Linked DNA regions of Ovis aries: region 1 is linked to region 2. The links are chromatin contacts, called in public Hi-C maps. All regions are on one chromosome and are shown on one strand. Each heading gives the region's core, a stretch centred on a gene start, on an enhancer-like site or on the middle of the called end of the contact. The rest is flanking DNA. Distances are from core to core; before and after follow the strand shown. Region 1 holds the start of LOC121818502 (histone H3.3A-like). Region 2 has its middle 36 kb from the start of SPINK4.

The links. A called contact is a pair of places that touch in the nucleus more often than the background predicts.
Region 1: a Hi-C map of blood shows a contact between it and region 2, with 3 times the contacts expected there. The contact joins the promoter of LOC121818502 here to the enhancer-like site in region 2. A contact is called at or near these places in 3 of 16 Hi-C or Micro-C datasets (blood, liver and tail adipose tissue).

What each region holds. Positions count from the first base shown.
Region 1 is chr2:38,074,488-38,079,306 of ARS-UI_Ramb_v3.0, reverse strand. LOC121818502 (histone H3.3A-like) reads left to right here and starts at 2,646. Exons shown (of 1, transcript XM_042242683.2): 1 at 2,646-4,819. The coding sequence starts at 2,646. The coding sequence ends at 3,107. SMU1 (SMU1 DNA replication regulator and spliceosomal factor) reads right to left here and starts at 1,673. Exons shown (of 11, transcript XM_060409155.1): 1 at 1,568-1,673. The coding sequence starts at 1,593.
Region 2 is chr2:37,946,763-37,951,120 of ARS-UI_Ramb_v3.0, reverse strand. No RefSeq gene overlaps it. Among named protein-coding and RNA genes, the nearest start is that of SPINK4, 36 kb to the right of the region's middle. Within about 2 kb of position 2,045, at least 40 of the 54 cell types and tissues checked have an H3K27ac peak or open chromatin away from gene starts, as enhancers often do. A contact at or near this core is called in liver, where this site is marked.

The DNA.
Region 1 (4,819 bases), core at 1,397-3,896, 130 kb before region 2:
TGCTACTCACAGTGGTCTTTTCTTTCACAGGCCGTTAAGAGACCCCAGCTTGGATCCCTGCTGTTCTAGCACCACACTGTTCCCAACAGCACACTTCCATTTATACTCCACAAATGAGACACCATGCTTGCAAAGAACTCGTATTTTCTAGAGCCAAAATCAAATTCACTTTCTTCTTTGTGTAATACATAAGAGTTAAAAGTTTTGGAGATTTGAATCAGAGATTGGGATTTGAATCAGAGCTCTGCACTTACTGTGACTTTGGACAAGTCAGTTAACGTCTCTTTGCCTATTTCCTCATCTGTTAAGAAAAATACCTACTCTGTAGGGTATACAAATCAGTCTGTAGGGCTGATCAAAGAGAAGATGACACTGCTTACAGCGTGGCTAACAGAGAAAATACTTAATAAACACAGCAATTACTGATAATAAAAAACATGCAGCAGCTCAGGGCTGGGAGAATGATCTGTTCCCATTTTTGATTCAGGGTCTGAAGTATGGAATGCTTTCCAACTCCTGCCAACTCCTAGCTGTCTTCATCGCCAGCACTCTCCATCATCCTTCTTTGTTTTACTTTTCTCCACAACACTTACCACCATCTGTAAGCCTATTTTACTTACTGCTGTTTTCCTTCCTTTCTGTAAGGGCAAGGACTTTGGTCTGCTTCATTCACTACCATATTCCCAGGGCTAGAGCAGGTACACAGCAGACTTCAATATTTTCTGAATGAATAAACCTCCCTTCCTCCTATGGCAGATCCCTCCCTTACACTCATGATGCAAATGTAAAATCTGCCAATTTAATTATTAAGCGTTGGCAAGAGCAAGTAGAGGATGGAGTCCTGGAAAAGTTCACTGAAGACTTTCTTCAGTCACTCATTAGTACCCCTCTCCCCCAAATCTATCATTCTCCTGGCCCAGTTTCCACATTCTGTCCCTCCCTTGTGGCTACACAAAGCTCACGGGCCAACCAAAATTCAGCGCCACACGGAACCTGATAAAACAAGTAGCTTTCATTCCAAAGACAATTACTGAGCCTCTACGATGTACTAGGAACTGAGACTGTGATGAAAAGCAGCCCCTAGGCGCCGACATAGGCTAGAAGGGTGGGCAAACGGTGACAATACCAGATTAAGAGCTAGGCAGAAAAAAACAGAGGGCCGTGTAAGCACAGGGGAGGAAACAAACCACCGTGCTCAATGGGGGCAGGAAGAGAGGGAAGGCTAAGAGTGCAGCCCCCTTGTGCAGATGAGACCGGAGTCCTGACTGGATGGCTAATCTGCTCAGTCTCAGGGCGCATCAGGAGTCGGCGAGGGCTAGAACTCAGGTTTTGCAGGCACGTCCTACCCCTAGCCCCGCGCCGCTTTCCACCAGGCTTTGGGCTTTCCGTTCGCTACTTTCTTGCGGGCCCGCCCCTGAAGCAGTCAGATCCCAAAAGCTTCTTTGTGGGGAAGTAAATACCCCTCCACTCCCAACCTCTGGGACGCCTCCCTCGAGCAGCTTCTACCCCTCAACTCATCGACTCCCGGCCCGGCCACTTCGCGAACATCCGACACCACGAGACTCACTCGGAGGACTCGATTTCGATCGACATAGCGCTGTCTTTCCGGGCGCAGGCCCCACTCCACTCTCAGGCCCAGCCGCACAACGCACCAACGCCACCTCCGGCGACTCACGTACGTCACTTCCGCTCGACGTCGAGCCCCCTCGCTCCGGAGGCCGTGTGTACGGAAGAGGAGGGAGGACTACGTGTGGGGCGGGGCAGTGCTGGGCGGGGCTTGCACGCAGGGCGGTGCAGGGCGGAGCTTCGAGGGCGTTTCAGAAGTCTGAACCTAAGTGCCTGGTCCAGAGAATTCTTCATTCTCTCTAAAGAAAGAGTCGTTCTTAAAGGACTGGTTTCTAAATGTTGCCTTTTAAATTTTTACTTAGTTTAGATTTAAAGATAGGGCTGACAGACATAGAGAACAGACTTTTGGACAGAGTGGGGGAAGGAGAGGGTGGGATGAATTGAGAGTACAGGAGAATCATATATATTACCATAAACAAAACAGATAGCTAGTGGGAATTTGCTGTATGACTCAGGGAGCTCAACCCAGTGCTCTGTGACAACCTAGATGGGTGGGATGGGGTGGGAAGTCGGAGGGAGATTCAAGAGGGAGGGTACGTATGTATCAGTACAGTTCAGTTGCTCAGTCGTATCTGACTCTGCAACCCCATGGACTGCTGCATGCCAGGGTTCCTTGTCCATCACCAATTCCCAGAGCTTGCTCAAACTCATGTCCATCGAGTCGGTGATGCCATCCAACCATCTCATCCTCTGTCGTCCGCTTCTTCTCTGCCTTCAATCTCAAGACCAGCCTCAAGAACTTCTCCAGTGAGTCAGTTCTTCACAACAGGTGGCCAAAGTATTGGAGCTTCCGCCTCAGCATCAATCCTTCTAATGAATATTAAGGGCCGATTTCCTCTAGGATTGACTGGTTTGATCTCCTTGCAGACCAAGGGACTCTCAAGAGTCTTCAACACCGCAGTTCAAAAGCATCAATCCTGAGTTGTATTCGCAGCCACCACCGCGCCGCCGTCGCTCTCCAACGCCAGCGCCTCTTCTGGCTCTCGGAGCTCCAGCCGAAGGAGAAGGTGGGTAAGTAAGGAGGTCTCTATACCGTGGCTCGTACAAAGCAGACTACCGGCAAATCGACCGGTGGTAAAGCACCGAGGAAGCAACTTGCTACAAAAGCCGCTCTCAAGAGTGCGCCCTCTACTGGAGAGGTGAATGAACCACATCGTTACAGGCTTGGTACTGGGACACTCCGTGAAATTAGACGTTATCAGAAGTCCACTGAACTTCTGATTAGCAAACTTCCCTTCCAGCGTCTGGTGCGGGAAATTGCTCAGGACTTCAAAACAGATCTGTGCTACCAGAGTGCAGCTATTGGTGCTTGGCAGCAGGCAAGTGACGCCTATCTGGTTGGCCTTTTTGAGGACACCAACCTGTGTGCTATCCATGCCAAACGTGTAACAATTACGCCAAAAGACACCCAGCTAGCATGCCGCATACGTGGAGAACGTGCTTTAAGAATCCACTATGACGGGAAACATTTCATTCTTTAAAAAAAAAAATTCTCTTCTTCCTGTTATTGGTAGTTCTGAACTTTATTTTTTTTCCATGGGGTCAAAAGGTACCTAAGTATATGATTGCAAGTGGAAAATAGGGGACAGAAATCAGGTATTGGCAGTTTTTCCATTTTCATTTGTGTGTGAATTTTTAACATAAATGCGGGAATATAAAGCGTTAGTGAAAGTCAAAATGTTTCAGTGAACAAGTTTCGGCAGTTCAACTTTATAACAATTATAAATAAACCTGCTAAATTTTTCTGGACAATGCCAGCATTTGGATTTTTTTTAAACAAGAAAATTTCTTATTGACTGCAACTAAATGGTGTTTGTAGCATTTTTATCATACAGTAGATTCCATCCATTCACTATACTTTTCTGAGTTGTCCTGCGTGCAAGTACATGTTTTTAATGCTGTCTGTCTTCTGTGCTGTTCCCGTAAGTTTGCTATTAAAATGCATTAAACTATATATATAAAAAAAGCATCAATTCTTTGGCACTCAGCTTTCTTTATGGTACAACTCTCACATCTGTACATGACTACTGGAAAAACCATAGCCTTGACTAGAATGACCTTTGTCAGCAAAGTAATGTCTCTGCTTTTTAATAGGCTGTCTAGATTTGTGATAGCTTTTCTTCCAAGGAGCAAGGGTCTTTTAATTTCATGGCTGCGGTCAACATCTGCAGTGATTTTGGAGCACAAGAAAATAAAGTCTGTCACTGTTTCCATTGTTTCCCCATATATTTGCCTTGAAGTGATGGGACCAGATGCCATGATCTTAGTTTTCTGAATGTTGAGCTTTAAGCCAGCTTTTTCACTGTCCTCTTACACTTTCATCAAGAGGTTCTTTAGTTCTTCGCTTTCTGCCATGAGGGTGCTGTCATCTATATATCTGAGGTTATCGATATTTCTCCCAGCAATCTTGAGTCCAGTTTGTTTTTCATCCAGCCCAGCGTTTCTCATGATGTACTATGCATATAAGTTAAAATAAGCAGGGTGACAATATACAGCCTTGACATACTCCTTTTCCTATTTGGAACCAGTCTGTTGTCCCATGTCCAGTTCTGACTGTTGCTTCCTGACCTGTGTACAGATTTCTCAAGAGGCAGGTCAGGTGGTCTGGTATTCCCATCTCTTTCAGGATTTTTCAGTTTGTTGTGATCCACACAGTCAAAGGCTTTGGCATAGTCAATAAAGCAAAAATAGATGTTTTTCTGGAACTCTCTTGCTTTTTGATGATCCAACGGATGTTGTCAATTTGATCTCTGGTTCCTCTGCCTTTTCTAAATTCAGCTTGAACATCTGGAAGTTCTTGATTCATGTACTGTTGAAGCCTAGGTTGGAGGATTTTGAGCCTTACTTTGCTAGTGTGTGAGATGAGTGCTATTGTGCAGTAGTTTGAACATTCCTTAGCATTGCCATTCTTTGGGATTGGAATGAAAACTGACTTTTTCCAGTCCTATGGCCACTGCTGAGTTTTCCAAATTTGCTGGCATATTGAGTGCAGCACTTTCACAGCATCATCTTTTAGGATTTGAAATAGCTCAACTGGAATTCCTATGTATACCTATGAAATTCATATGTGTACCTATGGCTGATTCCTGTTCATGTATGACAGAAACCAACACAATGTTGTAAAGTAATTATACTCCAATTAAAACTAAATAAATTAATAAAAGATAGGGCTGATTAATACATTGCAAACCAG
Region 2 (4,358 bases), core at 796-3,295:
CTGCTTCCAGGGAAAGGAAAGAGCCTCTTTCTAATGTAATAGCTAGGGCCCATGGAGAAGGCAATGGCACCCCACTCCAGTACTCTTGCCTGGAAAATCCCATGGACAGAGGAGCCTGGTAGGCTCCAGTCCATGAGGTCGCACAGAGTCGGACACAACTGAAGTGACTCAGCAGCAGCAGCAGCAGCAGCAGCTAGGGCCCCAAATGGGGAGAGGTTAGATACCAGTCCCCTCAGCTGGTCTAACTCAGCTGGAGCTTTGCTTTAGGCAGGGAGCTTTCCTTTGTTCCAGAGGATGCTGCTTCATGATAGTGTTGGCATCACTCAATGCTCTTCTTCCTGCCTGGGACGCTTTCCCTCCTCAACATCCTAATTCCCCTCTTCTTCTACCCAACTCCTGCCCCATCCTTCAGTTCTCAGCTTTATGTTCTCACAACCCTGTGATATGTTCTGTAGGGGAGCAAAATTTGCCACCCCAGAATATGTCTCTTTGGCAAGAGGAAGAAACAAAAGACTTGAGAAGTGTTTTCTTTTCACCTCCCTGCTAACTGTCTAAAAAGAATTCAGAGAGAGAGCCTTCTCAAGGAAGAGAACTACCACCAGAGATATCTACTGCTGCTGCTGCTGAGTCACTTCAGTCGTGTCCAACTCTGTGAGACCCCATAGACAGCAGCCCACTAGGTTCCTCTGTCCCTGGGATTCTCCAGGCAAGAATACTGGAGTGGGTTGCCATTTCCTTCTCCAAAGCATGAAAAGTTAAAAGGGAAAGGGAAGTCGCTCAGTCGTGTCTGACTCTTAGCGACCCCATGGACTGCAGCCTACCAGGCTCCTCTGTCCATGGGATTTTCCAGGCAAGAGTACTGGAGTGGGCTGCCATTGCCTTCTCCAAGAGATATCTACAGTATAATACAAACTAGGTGTGGTACATGGGGCGGAAACTGGCAAAGTCTGTTAAAATTCTTCTTCTCTGTGTCCCATTGTTTCTACATGGCCCAGCAAACATTTGTTTACTAAACATTTGCTCTTTTTTCATCTCCTATAAATTGCCTTCCTTCCCTTTGAAGTCCTGGGCAGCGCCCCCTTCTCTTTAGCCCAGAATGACTTATATATGCTATTTTTATGTGTCTTTGGAATCTCTCATGTTAATGTGGATTTCTTGAACCTAAGTGATTACATTTGATTTTTTCCTGTTAGTCTGTCTCATGTCAATTTAACTTTTAGACCAGTCAGAAGAGCTGAGAAGGGTAGAGGAACAATTTTTTTTTCTTTCTTGGCAGTTCTCATAAGGGCTTCCCTTGTGGCTCAGCTGGTAAAGAATCCGCCTGCAATGCAGGAGACCTGGGTTCAATCCCTGGGTTGGGAAGACGCCCTGGAGAAGGGAAAAGCCACCCACTCCGGTATTCTGGCCTAGAGAATTCCATGGACTGTATGTATAGTCCATGGGGTCATAAAGAGTTGGACACAACTGCGCGACTTTCACTGGTGGCTCAGATGGTAAAGAATCTGCCTACAATGCAGGAGACCTGGGTTCGATCCCTGGGTCAGGAAGATCCCCTGGAGAAGGTAATGGCCACCCACTCCAGTATTCTTGCCTGGAGAAATCCATGGCACACATAGGGGCTGATGGGCTATAGTCCATGGGGTTGCAAAGGGTTGGACACAAATAAGCAACACTTTCACTTTCACTTACACTAACTGTGGCATTTTATGGTTTAATATTAGGAAACTGCCATGTAAGTTGGTTACATTATCTATGAATGCTGAGTGACACTTAAAAGTATTATAAGAAACCGGCACTGGTTGGCATAAAGTTGAGAACTACAAGGAGTAGGTGACTCACTGCCAGCAGTCTAAGTGCTCGGTAAACAGTCAGTACCGATTGTTAAGAAGCTGTTATCACCCTTCATCACCTCCAAGCATCCTGTGTTGAGGGCTTAGGAGAACAGACCCGCTGGGAGTCACCAGCTCGGTAGGTCAGGGAGAAGAGGGCGCAGTCTGGGAGCCAATTCCCCAGGCTGTGGTGCTGAGTGACTTCAGCCTGGGTCTTGAGCAACCGACACTGACATCATAGACCTCTCCCTCAGAAACAGGGTGTCTCCAGAGGTAGGCACTTTCTCTTCAGCCCTGAAAGCCCCACTGCGTCCTTCAGCAGGTGCGCCTGCGCGGCACCCTGCCCACAGACCCTCACCCTGGCCTTTCCCCCAAAGCCGGGAGGCCGGGCCAGGCCAGCCTCCAAAACCGCAAGCCAGACACGCCCGGCCTGGCTGACGTCAGCGAGTTGGCCGGATGGGGGCGGAGAGCGGGGGTGGGGTTGGCCTGGAAACCCGACCGTCCCACCCCCAGGGGAAGGGAGGAGGTGAGAGAATTGGGAGAAGAGCTAGGAGAAAGGCAGGCGGGGACGGGAAATGGGTCCACCAAAGTCTGACTCAGGCCAGTCTGGACAGCCGTGGGGAGGGGAAATGGGTACCGTGTTACCTCGCCGCTTGAAACGTGATATTCAAGGCCCCTGCCTGCCTCTGCATGCTCATCTCTCTGCCTTGCCTGGGACCATCCCACAGAACGACTGGTAGATCCCTTCAAAGGCCAGGCTAATCCATGCCTGTGTGCCTTTGGGTACACAGTACTTTGCCTGAATTGCTTTTCGCTTATCTAGCCTGGGGCTTCCTATAAAATGTCACTGTCTCCATGAAGAATTTCCCAGTCCAGACATAATTCCTCTTGTCTCTGTGTATAGATGTCTAAGATAGATGAGAATGTCCATTTATCACTTTGGTACAGTGTTTGAAAACTTCAGCAGGCATCAGAATCACCCAGAAGGCCTGTTAAAGCACAGACTGCTGATTCCAGAGTTTCTGCCTCTATACTGGTCTGGAGTGGTGTTGGAGGAGGAATGGAGAGGGCATGACCCCTGATTGACCTTCCAGCTGGACCCAAAGTAGTCGCAGGCTTCTCCCCCACCCTCTATCTTTGGAATGTTCGCTGGGCCTACTTTCCCACAGTGGGAGCTGTTTCAAGGTCACAGCCTTGAGAGAGAAAGGTGGTGTTGAGACTTTTGTGCTGAATATAGGACTGAATCCAGTTACGGTCTCTTTAACTTGAAGGCTTTGGAGCTTTGGTGCAGGGATCTACTCTTCTTGCAGCTGCCCCACTACTAAGACAGGAGGTAGATCCACTCCCCCCACACCCTCCCCAGGGAAAGCAATTTGAGTTCATTCCCTGTGGACAGAAATTCCAAAATATCAGTAGCAGGACAATCCAGAGGGGAGGCTGGGCCCTGCCCAGGTAGAAGATAAGAGACCACATATTTCTCATTCTTGAAGTCAAGGAAACCTTCACCAGTAGAAACCTCCTTGGACATCAAAAGGGGAGTGACACCTAATCTACCCATAGGCCTCTTGGGTGGAATCCATCTTGGCTGAAAGAAGTACACACACACACACACACACACACACACACGAGAGAATCCTGCTGCTGCTAAAAGTCGCTTCAGTCGTGTCCGACTCCCACGGTAGGCCACCAGGATCCCCCGTCCCTGGGATTCTCTAGGCAAGAACACTGGAGTGGGTTGCATCCTGAGAAGTACCAAATATGGACTCAGAACCAGACAAATCAGAATGATTGGCCAAAGGAAACCTGGAACACATGCCCCATAAACGTAATTCAAACTACCAGGAGGCCACGACTTTCTCTCTGAGTCCCTCCCCCCCCCCCCCCCCCCACCCCCCCCACCCCCCCCCCCCCCCCACCCCCCCACCCCCCACCCCCCCAACCCCCCGCCCCGTGGGTCTATCCACATGTACTGTACTCTTTCTCTCCTGATAAACACTTTGCTTGCTTCACTACTTTTCATCTTTGTGGGAATTCTTTTCTGCAAAACCGAGGAACCAAGGCCTTGTCAATGACCAATGGTCTAGTGCCTAGAAAGTGGCGCTCTCACTGCTGAGACTCATCCTTAACCTCTGGCCCGGACACCCTGCTTCAAACCTCTGCAGGCCAAGGCCACCTGAGATCACTATCACAAATTATGCAACTGGGTTTCCCAGTGTTGCAGGGAAGAAGCAATTCTGACTCCATAATGAATCTGTTTCTTTGACTTTTAAAAAAATTTATTTATTTATTTATTTGGCTGTGCTGAGTCTTCACTGGGGCACTTGAGATCCTCGATCTTTATTATGGCATGTAGAATCTTTTAGTTGTGACATGTGGGCTATAGTTCCCTGACCAGGGATCGAACTCTGGCCCCCTGCATTAGGAGTGTGGAATCTTCGCCACCGGACTACCAGGGAAGTCCCTGTTTGCTTGACTTTAACCTTTGTTTTTCGTCGCTTTTTTAATTGTAATCATACATAGTGACCTGCC